3 separate regions of the Mus musculus genome follow, and all the other regions are linked to region 2. Evidence: chromatin contacts called from public Micro-C and promoter capture Hi-C data. All regions are on one chromosome and are shown on one strand. Each heading gives the region's core, a stretch centred on a gene start, on an enhancer-like site or on the middle of the called end of the contact. The rest is flanking DNA. Distances are from core to core; before and after follow the strand shown. Region 1 holds the start of 1700010I14Rik (RIKEN cDNA 1700010I14 gene). Region 2 holds the start of Pde10a (phosphodiesterase 10A). Region 3 overlaps Pde10a (phosphodiesterase 10A).

Region 1 (3,569 bases), core at 115-2,614, 190 kb before region 2:
CATTTAGACAATTTCTTTTCAGAGCTCCTTTGTGAATTTATTTTGTGTCAGGTTGATAATCAAAATTAACTATCCCCTTGGTGTCTGTGTTGTAGGGTTTTATAGGGGGGATACCTCTCTCCAAGGTACTGACCAACACACACATGCACACCATACATGCAAAAACTAGACCAGCCTCAGAAGGGTCATAAAAGTCCAGGTTCAGGAAGCTCTACAGATACTGGTCTCCAATGTACCTCAGCAGACATGAGCCACATGCTTACTCTAATGACAAGAGACCATGTCTCCCAGCAGATGTCCTGCCAATGGCCTGGCTCTGAGCCTTGTGTGTGTTGAGTGTCTAGCATGCGGGCTGACCTGGCTAAGCACAACTGAGGCTGTTACCAGTTAGCCTCGTCACTCTCAAGGGACATCTGCAGTGTTGTCAGTGTCCCATCAATGTCAATGACCTCCACATCACTGCATGTGGATATGGGGGTTGGCTGTGCACTAGGACAGTAGACTTGCAACCTGTTGCTCTAGCAATATTCCCTGAGTGAACTCTGCCTCTCAATACTGGTGGTGTCACTTAGAGCTAGACTGTTAGGTTGTTAGATTTATTACATGTGAGCTGTTCCCTACTTTTATTATGTGTGGACAATCATCTATGTATTCGAAACAGACACCTGCTTGCCTGCCTGCCTCTCTGACCTGTAAGTCACATACCAAGAGAGCGGTGTGGTACAGGAAGTTTTGCAAAACTCTCAGCTTCAAAACAAAAAGCACTGAACGAGTATGGTGAGCCCCTCCATCCCTTTCCCTCCAAGGTACTTTTACACACACACACTCCATACGCCTTTACACACATCCTATAACACACATACCAAGGTGATAGTTACTTTTGATTATCAGTCTGACACAAAATAGAATCCAGGAAGGAACTCTCAAAAGAAATTGTCTAGATGAAGTTGTCCTGTGGCCATGACCTGAGGGGTTTTCTTAAATGGGCTGAGGTGGGAAGACCCACTCTGTTTCCTGGCGGGGTCCTGGAGCTGAGTGGAGAAATGGTGCGCGTGTGTTCTTTGCTCTCTGTTTCCGGTTGAGGACAGAAGTAGCCAGCTTCCTTAAGCTTCTGAAAGGTCTGAGTCGCTGGGTCCAAGCAAACCCTCCTGATCCAGGAGCTGACTTCCTGCCACCAGAAAGGTTTTTACTTTCAAAACCACTTCTGAGAAACCAGCTTTCCTGGACAAACATCAACCGGGTCAAAACCCACAAAAATAGAGGCAGACCACTTACAGTCAGGTTCCTGATCCTCAGCCATTGCCCCTCTGGTCGGCTCGCTGCCAACGGAAGCTGCAGTTGCCAACGGAAGCTGCAGTTGCCAACGGAAGCTGCAGTTGCCATGGAAACAGTAAATATTCCTAGCCCCTCCCCCTCAGTGTAACTCTGGCGCCCGGCCACAGGGTGGCAGAATAACAGAATAGCCAGGAGTCTGCCACCTTCCCCAGCCAGGTCTGGGAGCCCTGGAGGGATGCTCACTGGTTTTACTTTGCAAAACAAAACTAGGCAAGATTCATTACAGAGCATGGGACAAAAGATAACTGGTGTCCCCAGTGAATGTGCCCCCGCTGCAGTCCTTGGTTCTAGACGCAAGAACCAGAGCACACGGGATGCTAAAGAGGAGGGCTGAGGTGTTTCTGGACACGCGATAGGGTCACCAACTCAGATCCTCGAGTTCAGACAGAAAGGGAAGAACTCTGGTTTGCACAAGGCATGTGCTAGTAAGAGCGGCACCTCCCCTACTTCTGGAAAATGTTAATCTCCCCCCCCCCCCCACCCTACGGCCGAAAAAAAAATTCTTCCAAATCATGGCTTATGTCAGCGTAATCATTCTATCCCTTAGGTGACAAAAATCAGAACGTCAAGGGTCAAATATGTGTCGATTCTTAAGAATATAGTAAAACCCATATTCCCTCCTATTGTTTAGTCGTCTATCAAAGTGATTGAAGGAGAAGTATATTCAATTATTATCACTGCAACGACCTGTCAAAACTAAGGTGGATTTTTGTGGAAGCAAATCCCTGGCTCACTGCCCATGTTGTCCCCACGTGGGGGAGGGGGTGGCTCCTGAAGGCAGAGGAATGGAAGGACCAGACACCTGCGTTCACCCAGGGAAGAGTTTTGAGCAGCAATGGCTAAGTGCTATGGAAAGCCAGGAAGAACAGAGTTGCACCTAGTCCCAGGTGACCTATAACCTTAACCTATGACTCGGGCAGTGAATTCTGACCCTTTCAGCCTGGTTTGATATGAAAGGGAACTAGCAACTTTTCCACAGTGCCAGGCTGGAACCCACTCTTCAGAGGCAAACGAATGCCCTACCACCGAGCCACACACCCTGACCCCTTCCCCGTGAGGCTCAGGGCAGAGATGGTGGTGTTGGAGGAGGTAGAGCACATGTACACACAGTCTACCTCTGTCTTGGGTTTCTATTGCTGTCATAAACACTATCACCAAAAGCAACTTGGGAAGGAGGGTGTTTATTTCAGTTTACTCTGACCTTGAAGGAAATTGGAACTCAAACTGGGCAGAAACCTGGAGGCAGGAGCTGATGATGCAGAAGGCCACAGAGGAGTACTGCTTACTGCCTTGCTTCCTGTGGCTTGCTCAGGCTCATTTATTCCACAGTCGGGACCACCGGCCTAGGGTGTGGCACCACCCATAGTGGACCCTTCCATATCAATCACTAATCAAGGAAAATGTCTCACAGACTTGCCTACAAGTGAGTTACTATGGCATTTTCTCAGCTGAGGTTCCTCTTTCCACATAACTCTAGCTTGTGTGAAGTCAACAAAAACTAACCTGATAGGAGCAGGAAACAGATTTAACACTTATACTGAGAAGCTGGCCTCTGGCTCCTTTCTGGAGAGCAAGTGTTTTCTCAGCTGCATTTCATACAGACTGTGTTGACTCTCAGCCAAACAGTGTCTGTGGGAAGATCTGGCTGCCACCTATGGACAGCTTCTCTGGGCATCTGTCGCCTTCCCCACAAACGAGAGCAAACTTGAGAGATGATATTTTAAAAATGTTGTATTCAATTATTCACACCAAAGAATATCCATTAAAATTATGAACATTTCTAAATATATTTCATGTATCATACATATATATATACTTTATATGTATAATTACATATCCACAAAAGATTTCTTACTTCTTTAAGCATGTGAATAGAACAAAGATAGAGATTTTTGCAATGTAACACCCATATATGCATATATACTGGCTGTTTGAATTATGAATTTATTTACACCTTGTCTGAGTTATAATAAATGATTAATGTTCTATTATACAAACATAACAGTAAAGTTTTTTTAAATACAAAGACTGCAAATGAATACATGAAAAATTACACACATGTACAATATTTATAATTTATAAATGCAAAGATAAGACCTCTTTAAATTATTGCACTTGCGCACTTTACAAAGATTTTTTTTATGTCATACATATAAAATCATCTTTTTTTTTTGGAATTTACTAACTCATCAACTATAATAATGTTGGATATCATAAGCTTGAAATTCTTTCTT
Region 2 (3,255 bases), core at 712-3,211:
AGGACAGCTGGGAGCATGGAGTCCACACCCTTCAAGGCAATTGAGTCAACAAGCAAGTCTAAGCAGAGATTTGCTGAATACTGCCTGCAGGTGTGTGAGTGGCCACTGGGTCATGTGGCTACTGTGGACTGGCCCAGGGCCAGGGAAGCAGGATTGCGGGAGTCAACCCAGCCAGAAGGGAACATGGTCACCCACCTGGTGGCTAGACTCTAAGGGGCTCCTGGGTACACACCTAGAGCAGTCCTGAGGAGGGTCTCAACCCTGACACCCCATGTCCCTGCGCGGAGGTCCACTCCCGTTAAGGAGTGAGTGGTACTTAGGAGCAGTAGCAAGAAAGCTCATTTACAACCTGGCAGCTTCTGCCTGGAGAAAGCTAGGCAAAAAGCGCGGCTTACCAGCGAGAAAGCAGACAAAGGCTCGGTGCGCACGCGGTGGACTGTGGCACCAAATCCACGCTCAGGGTGGAGCAGATGCCCGAGTCTCACAATTTCCCACGGATGTGCCCTCTCAGAGCACAGACTCTCCCACCAGGTCCCGCCTGGTCCCTTTCCCGCCCCGGTGTTCTGGTCCTCACCCTGCTCACCCTCCATCCACAACAGCAGCGACTCCCTCCTCTGCGCGTCTGGAGCTTCTTTCCTAAACATCGTCTGCCTGCCTGCCTGCCTCCTTCCTTCCTTCCTTCCAGTGAAGCTGCTTTTGACTTCTTTGCTCAATCTTGTCCCCCTCCCCCTATGACACGCCCTCTGTTGCCCCTGCCCCAGAAGGCTTGCAGACCTGCACCCGGGAGGGGCAGGTCAGAAAGGTCATGCTACAGTTGTCCCGCGGGTCCGAAGGAACCAGAGGTGCCTTTTTCTTCTATGCTAACGCCCCATTGTTCCTTGGCTTTCTTCACCCACCCTTGCACCAGCTCCCCAGAATCTGCGTGAGGTGGGCTGGGGGGCGGGGGGAAAGTGCTGCGTCCTTTTCATGAGGGTGGGTGCACCCAGCTCCATACCACTGGTCCGCGCGCCAGAACACAGTCACTGCAGGCTCGGGCACAGCCCTCCTTCACATTTGGAATCCTGGGCTTCCTGAGCCTTGCCTATCCCCATGGCTGCGTCAGGAATCCAGCGGTTTAGATCCCCAGGACCCCCCCAGTGGAAGGAAGCATATATACTCCAGTCAAGTGATCACAGGCTAGAGAGAAATGTAGAGTAATCGGTGACAAACTTGATGGTCTAAATCATGAGTCGGGTCAATGTGGCCAGGGACAGCTCTAGGAAGCAGGTTAGTTTCTAAACGTCCGGCTCCAACACCCTCCGGGTCACGCTTCCTCTGTGCGCACGCCGGGCTGGGGAAAGCCGGGTGTCCCTACGCTGATGGGCGGTCCCGAACGTCCCTGAGGTGCCACCAGCTTCCTGAGACCCACTGGCCAATATTGGTCTGGTACACACACACACCTTGCAGACTACCCACTACCGTAGCAGCTCCCTCCCCACCCCACGATCTGAACCCCCGATTTGTCCCCACCAAGCCAGAAAACCACCCCGGCCACGGGGAACGTGGGGCCGGGCCACTTACTGGGGCTGAGGAAACACTCGGTCAGCCTTCGGAAGCAACTCGCATTGTTAGAGGGTCCATCTTCCATGTCGGAGCCGAAGGGCAGCGGCCAAACGGTGGCAAGGGGGAAGGCGGCGCCTCGGGGCCGCCAAAGAGTTCGGCCACCGGCGGCAGAGCCGGGGCCGAGGCCAGGGCAGCCCCCGCCGGCGCCCGGAAAATCCGAGGAGTCCGCGCGGCGTGCACCCGGGTGTAGGGGAAGCCGCGGCGGCGGAGATGGCCGGGGCCCGGCGCGGGCAGGGAGCAGCAAGCCTTGAATCGCAGGCGAGAGGAAGAGCCGCCGCCGCCCGCCGCTGCCACCGCTGCTGCCACCGCTGCTGCGGTGACTACTGCCTGGGGGGACGCTCAAGGGAGCTGCCTCTTGTCCTCCTCCTCCGCCGCCGCCGCCAGCATCGCCGCCGCCGCCTCCTCCTCCTCCAGCCGCCGCTGCGCCCTCCCTTCTCGGGAGACGCGCGGGGAGGTGGAAGGCAGATGAGGAGGGGACAAGAGGGGGAGGGGGGAGGGGGGGCGGCGGCCAGAAGTACCAGGAAGATGAAAAGGAGGAGGAGGGGACAGGGGAGGAGAAGGCAAGCGCCCAGGGAGCACGGGCCGCCACCCAACCACAGCCTCCGGCACGGAGAGCGGAGAGGGCGCTGGGGCCCCCAGTGGGGCTGGCGTGGCCTGCGGGAGACAGGGACCGGGACAGGGGCGGGGGCGCCGCTAGCTCCTCCCGGCTGCAGCCAAGCAGCTCCCGGGCCAGGCTCAGGCCCACTGTACTCCGCCCGCTGGCCGCGCCGCACCGGGGTTCCAGAGGGACTTGGACACGGCCGGGCTCGTCCCCAGACTCCCGCAGTGGGGCCTGGGGGTGGGGAGCGAGCCGCTCCTCCGGGCTAGCCATGGCCCTCCTCCCCAGCTTGCAAGGGGGGCAGGCGGGAGGGCGCGGCGGCCCGGACTCTGCGGGCTCCGCCCCCGCAGCACCGGCCCTCCCCGCGACGCTGCCCAGGCTCTGGTCCGGTCCGCCTCTCGGGTCTAGGGTGCCTCTCCGGCCCGGGGGTTCACATCGTGTTCCCTTTGGGATTCAATAGGACCGCGGGCGGGGGGACGAGTCCCGATCGCTGCGCCGGGGTGCGGGCTGGTACGCACGATCCGCGTCCTTCCCGGCCTGGCGAGGCTGCCGGGACGCTGCCTGCGGGCGTGGCGTGGTGTGTGCAAGCTCCGGCCGGCGCCTGAGCCGCGGCGGCTGCTCCAGAGCAGCGGAGAAAAGCGCCGCAGTGCTGCTGCCCGTGGAGGCGGCGGTGGTGGCGGCGGCAGAAGACGCCCACTGGCGGAGCAGGCGCTCCCCGAACCGCCACCGCCCGCGCCCACGTTGCGCGTCCACTGGAACTCAGGTCCCAGCACCCTGGCACTCTGCGTGTGGTGTGTGCCCCTGGCCCGCTAGTCTCCCTGGAGGTGGCACATCTGGATCTGGCGTTCCAGATGCTAAACCCACAGCCTAGCCTCTGTTCCAGCTGTGTGCAAACCACATCCGCCTGTGGGCGGGTGACCTGAACCAGGGAATCCTCTCTCCAGCCCCGCAGTATCAACAGAGAAGGCTTTTGGTCAGAGCTCCTGGAGGGGGGGATTCAAATTTGGACATTTAGCAAGTTTAAAATCAAGGCAGAGTTCCCATTAGAATGTCTC
Region 3 (3,506 bases), core at 189-2,688, 150 kb before region 2:
TTTGCTGATCCCTGACCTGAGGAGATGGTCTCCGAAAACAAGGCTGAGTTTCCCAGAGTCAGGCACAGACCCAACGTGGTGGCTGTGCTTCAGTCCCCCGGGGCCTGGCTTCTCCTGCTTACCCATGCTATCCAAGAACCATCTGGCCCTTGCTGCTGGGCTGTCGTCTCTACCAAAGGCACATTTCACTTATCCACACTCCACTTAGTGGTCAGCATCATTGTTAATAGCTAGTTACTGGCTGTTTCAAGTAAGGCTGTTGGGGGTGGGGGGGGGGTGGTTATAGCTGAGTCTTTGGACAAATGATTTCATTTCCCTTGGAGCACCTATGTAGGAGGAGGGCAGACTAGTGGATCGCTCATGGTCAAAGCTGTACCTCTGTTTTCCCAAGAGGCTGCCTTATCATCTGCTGCCACCAGCAAAGCAAAAGCTCATGCCACCATCTCTGCCTTTTCCACCCCGATGCCAATCTTAAGATCTCAGCTGCTTGCCTGGTACACACCAGAAGGTGACCTGTTTATTCTCCATGTGTTGTTGAGTGGCTGTAAGTGCATCGTTTGTGGTGAAGCAGCCTACATGCTCTGTCCTGTATGGGGCTGCCTTGTATAGCCTAGATATACAGACAGTGGCATCACATGCTTTGCCCGTCAGTATCCCCCACCCCCCCTCACAAACACCTCAATCCATTGACTGCATTTTTGATTTTCTCAATAGTCTGACTCATAAATTTTCCATAAGGACTTTAAATGATGACAATTGATTTCAATATTTAGGCAGTCTAAGGACAAGCAAGCTTGCTTGGGGGAAACCTAAGGTTATTAGTATTCTTTGAGAATAGTATTCTTTGTTGGTAAAATATTAATACAGCTATGTTTCTATATGAGTCTTACATTCTCTGACACCCTATCATTAATCACAGGAAATGCCGCCAGCTGATTATACTGCTTTTAAAGTAAATCGGATGTATCATCTAAACACTGTTATTGTGTATCTGAAATATTGCTGTAACAGCCTCACCATCTACCTTGTGACTTCTAACTTCAAAGAACTGAATAAAACTTATTCTTTGATTTCGAGTTCTCCAGAGTCTCACGTGAATGAAAAATTCTTAATGCCCATCTTAATACTACACTCTAGCAATATCCCAGCTATGCGGCTAGCTCGGTTCCTAATTTGTGTGCAGCAAGGCTTCCAGAGCTCTTAGGAAAATTATCTGTAGTCCCAAGAAATGATTACAAGTGGGCAATCTCATACCATTTAGAAGAAGATGAAACTACGGCATAAAGAAATCAAATAACTGACCCCAGTTCCATCTATAGTGGATAAATGACAGGGCCTTAGTTCAAAACTGGACATGACAACCAAAAAACCAATTCCATATCCCTGTGTGGCAGCTGTAGAGCAGGCAGAGACAGAGAACAATGGGATGAAATCATGACATCACAGCCCCAGCCCCAGAAGCCCACAGCTGTCAGTTGACACTTGACACCCTGTGGAGCCCCAGCATGGAAGGCTGGCCTACAAATAGCCTCCAGCCATCATTCTGAAAGTGTCTGAGGACACTGACCACTGATAACCGACTGGGGCAGCGTGAACCAAGACTCCTTCAGAGAGGCTTCCGCCCAGTGGAACCTCAAAGGAGAAAGGACAAGGGCCGCACTCACCTGTTAAAGCGAGGGTCCGCGTAGGCATCGGGAATGTTCAAGACTTCGCCTGTTCTTGCCACTTGACCAGCAATCCCTTTCTCAATGGAAAATCTGCAGAAACAAAAAGGGAGGGCAGTGGTGATTACTCGGTCTTGTTGTAAAAGAGCTCTGAGGTATGTCATTAGCATCCGATAGTTGAATTGAGCCTCTTTTTAATTAGGAAATTAATTTTCCATTTATGTATCCTAAATAACCTTATGAAATATGTACAAGAAAGGCAGAAAATTACCCTGCAGTGATCACTCAGAACACTGTCTTAAGATGTAACGCATAGTAACTTGAGACCGTGCGACCATAAACTGAAACTGAAAACTTTGCAGCCTAGGCCTAGCGCCGCCTAACAACGGCAGCAAATCTTCTCACTAATTACAGCGTGCACATCTCTGTAGTGGACTTCTCACTGTGCTGGGCTCATTCCCTCGAGCGCAGACAGCCCAGCTCTGTTGCCCTGTTGTCTGTGATCCGTGCACTACACAGAAACAGGACAAAGGTGTTTTCATGCCTCTAATATGCTTGTTTTAAAAACAACCAGACTATACATAGGAACTGATTGTACTTAGTTATACTTTTGCAATAAAGCATCCCGCTGATAAATATTTGTCATGTTACTGTGTTAGAATCATAATGTGCTTATTTCAAAATTTAGCTAAATAAAAAAACCACATCAACAACTCACTCTATTTTTTTTTTTTTCAGAAACTCGAGAGGGCACTGACCCAAGACAGAATGAAAATATCCCCCCAAAGGACAGACCCTGCATGAAGTGCAAAGTCACCAGCCTCCTTGTTTTCTCCTGCTTTAAGGAGCACAAATTAGACATCACAAGCCATGCCAGAGTCTACTCATGACATGCACTTGTCTAACTTGCTCTGAGAGCCCTGGCATGGGGACTTTCCCTGAGCTCTTGGTTGCTCTTTCTCTACCCATGGAGAGCACAAGTCAGAGTGCTGGAGGCCAGCCTCAACTAGTTCTCACAGAGCCAGACAGCCTGGTTCTCTCCACTCCTGTTCCTGTACTTGTTAAAAAAAAAAAAAAAGAGCTAATAGCTCCACAGTTAGGCCCAACACCAGCCAGTGTGAGCCCCAAATTAAGCATGAGAAACCAGTTTAACCAGGTGACCATGACCAGACTGGCAAATCCAGAATATAACCAAACCAGTAAGTGAGCAAAATGTAAGATGCCCCACAGACTCCCAGAGTGCCCCCACATCAGCATTATATGACTATGTAACCCGGGATCAGTCAACCTAGAAATAGCTCGAAGTGCCAGGGCCGAGTGCTGACAGCTGGTGGCTGCTCACTTTGTCCCATGTCATTAGTTCCCCAACACGACAAAGTAGCCCAGTGGAAAACGCAGTAATTAAGTGTTGCGGTGTCTCGATAGAGAGTTTTATAGTGGTGATTGGAAGGCTCAGATGGACAGAAAGCAAGAAGAGGCCACCATTGAAAGGGACCTGACTTGTGCACATGACTCTTAACTCCTCCACCTTTTAGTGCTCCTTGCAGGTTCCAGGTTGTGTCAAGACTGAGGCACCAGGACGTCACCAACAAGGAAGGGTCATCTGCCCGTTTCAATGACAGCAGCTGCCACTTAAGGTGCAAAGAGGGCCTTCCTTTTTAAATGCAGCAGAAGGGGTAGCCACTTCAGCCTATGGCCAGGCCCTGAATTCAGGTGTTCAAGCCCATCAATTTCCTTTCCTCTGGGCCTTTAGTCTTCGTGGGTTGGAGAGGAGCAGGGGCTAAGTTGGTTAAATTCACCCTGCTCCTAGACACAGGAACCTGCCTGCCTGCTGTTGCCAGG

The links. Hi-C and Micro-C count contacts between places; a contact is called where the count stands out from the background. Capture Hi-C pulls out chosen DNA fragments and counts their contacts.
Region 1: a promoter capture Hi-C map of liver shows a contact between it and region 2. The contact joins the promoter of 1700010I14Rik here to the promoter of Pde10a in region 2. A contact is called at or near these places in 3 of 39 promoter capture datasets (the C10 cell line and embryonic stem cells), 3 of 484 Hi-C or Micro-C datasets (LSK cells, embryonic stem cells and nephron progenitors), 2 of 115 datasets of contacts at active chromatin or transcription factors (bone marrow-derived macrophages and forebrain) and 3 of 9 other capture datasets (adipose tissue, liver and pancreatic islet).
Region 3: a Micro-C map of muscle stem cells shows a contact between it and region 2, with 4 times the contacts expected there. The contact joins the enhancer-like site here to the promoter of Pde10a in region 2. A contact is called at or near these places in 1 of 39 promoter capture datasets (embryonic stem cells), 8 of 484 Hi-C or Micro-C datasets (the C2C12 cell line, CD8 T cells, the HPC-7 cell line and 5 more), 9 of 115 datasets of contacts at active chromatin or transcription factors (craniofacial prominence, embryonic basal ganglia, embryonic forebrain and 6 more) and 3 of 9 other capture datasets (adipose tissue, liver and pancreatic islet).

What each region holds. Positions count from the first base shown.
Region 1 is chr17:8,986,128-8,989,696 of GRCm38.p6, reverse strand. It overlaps 1700010I14Rik (RIKEN cDNA 1700010I14 gene), which reads right to left and starts at 1,364. Exons shown (of 10, transcript NM_025851.3): 1 at 1,276-1,364. The coding sequence starts at 1,300. It overlaps Pde10a (phosphodiesterase 10A), which reads right to left. Exons shown (of 22, transcript NM_011866.2): 22 at 3,049-3,569.
Region 2 is chr17:8,800,451-8,803,705 of GRCm38.p6, reverse strand. Pde10a (phosphodiesterase 10A) reads right to left here and starts at 1,961. Exons shown (of 22, transcript NM_011866.2): 1 at 1,561-1,961. The coding sequence starts at 1,627.
Region 3 is chr17:8,949,748-8,953,253 of GRCm38.p6, reverse strand. It overlaps Pde10a (phosphodiesterase 10A), which reads right to left. Exons shown (of 22, transcript NM_011866.2): 12 at 1,665-1,757. Among named protein-coding and RNA genes, the nearest start is that of 1700010I14Rik, 37 kb to the left of the region's middle. Within about 2 kb of position 1,438, at least 13 of the 459 cell types and tissues checked have an H3K27ac peak or open chromatin away from gene starts, as enhancers often do. A contact at or near this core is called in muscle stem cells, where this site is marked.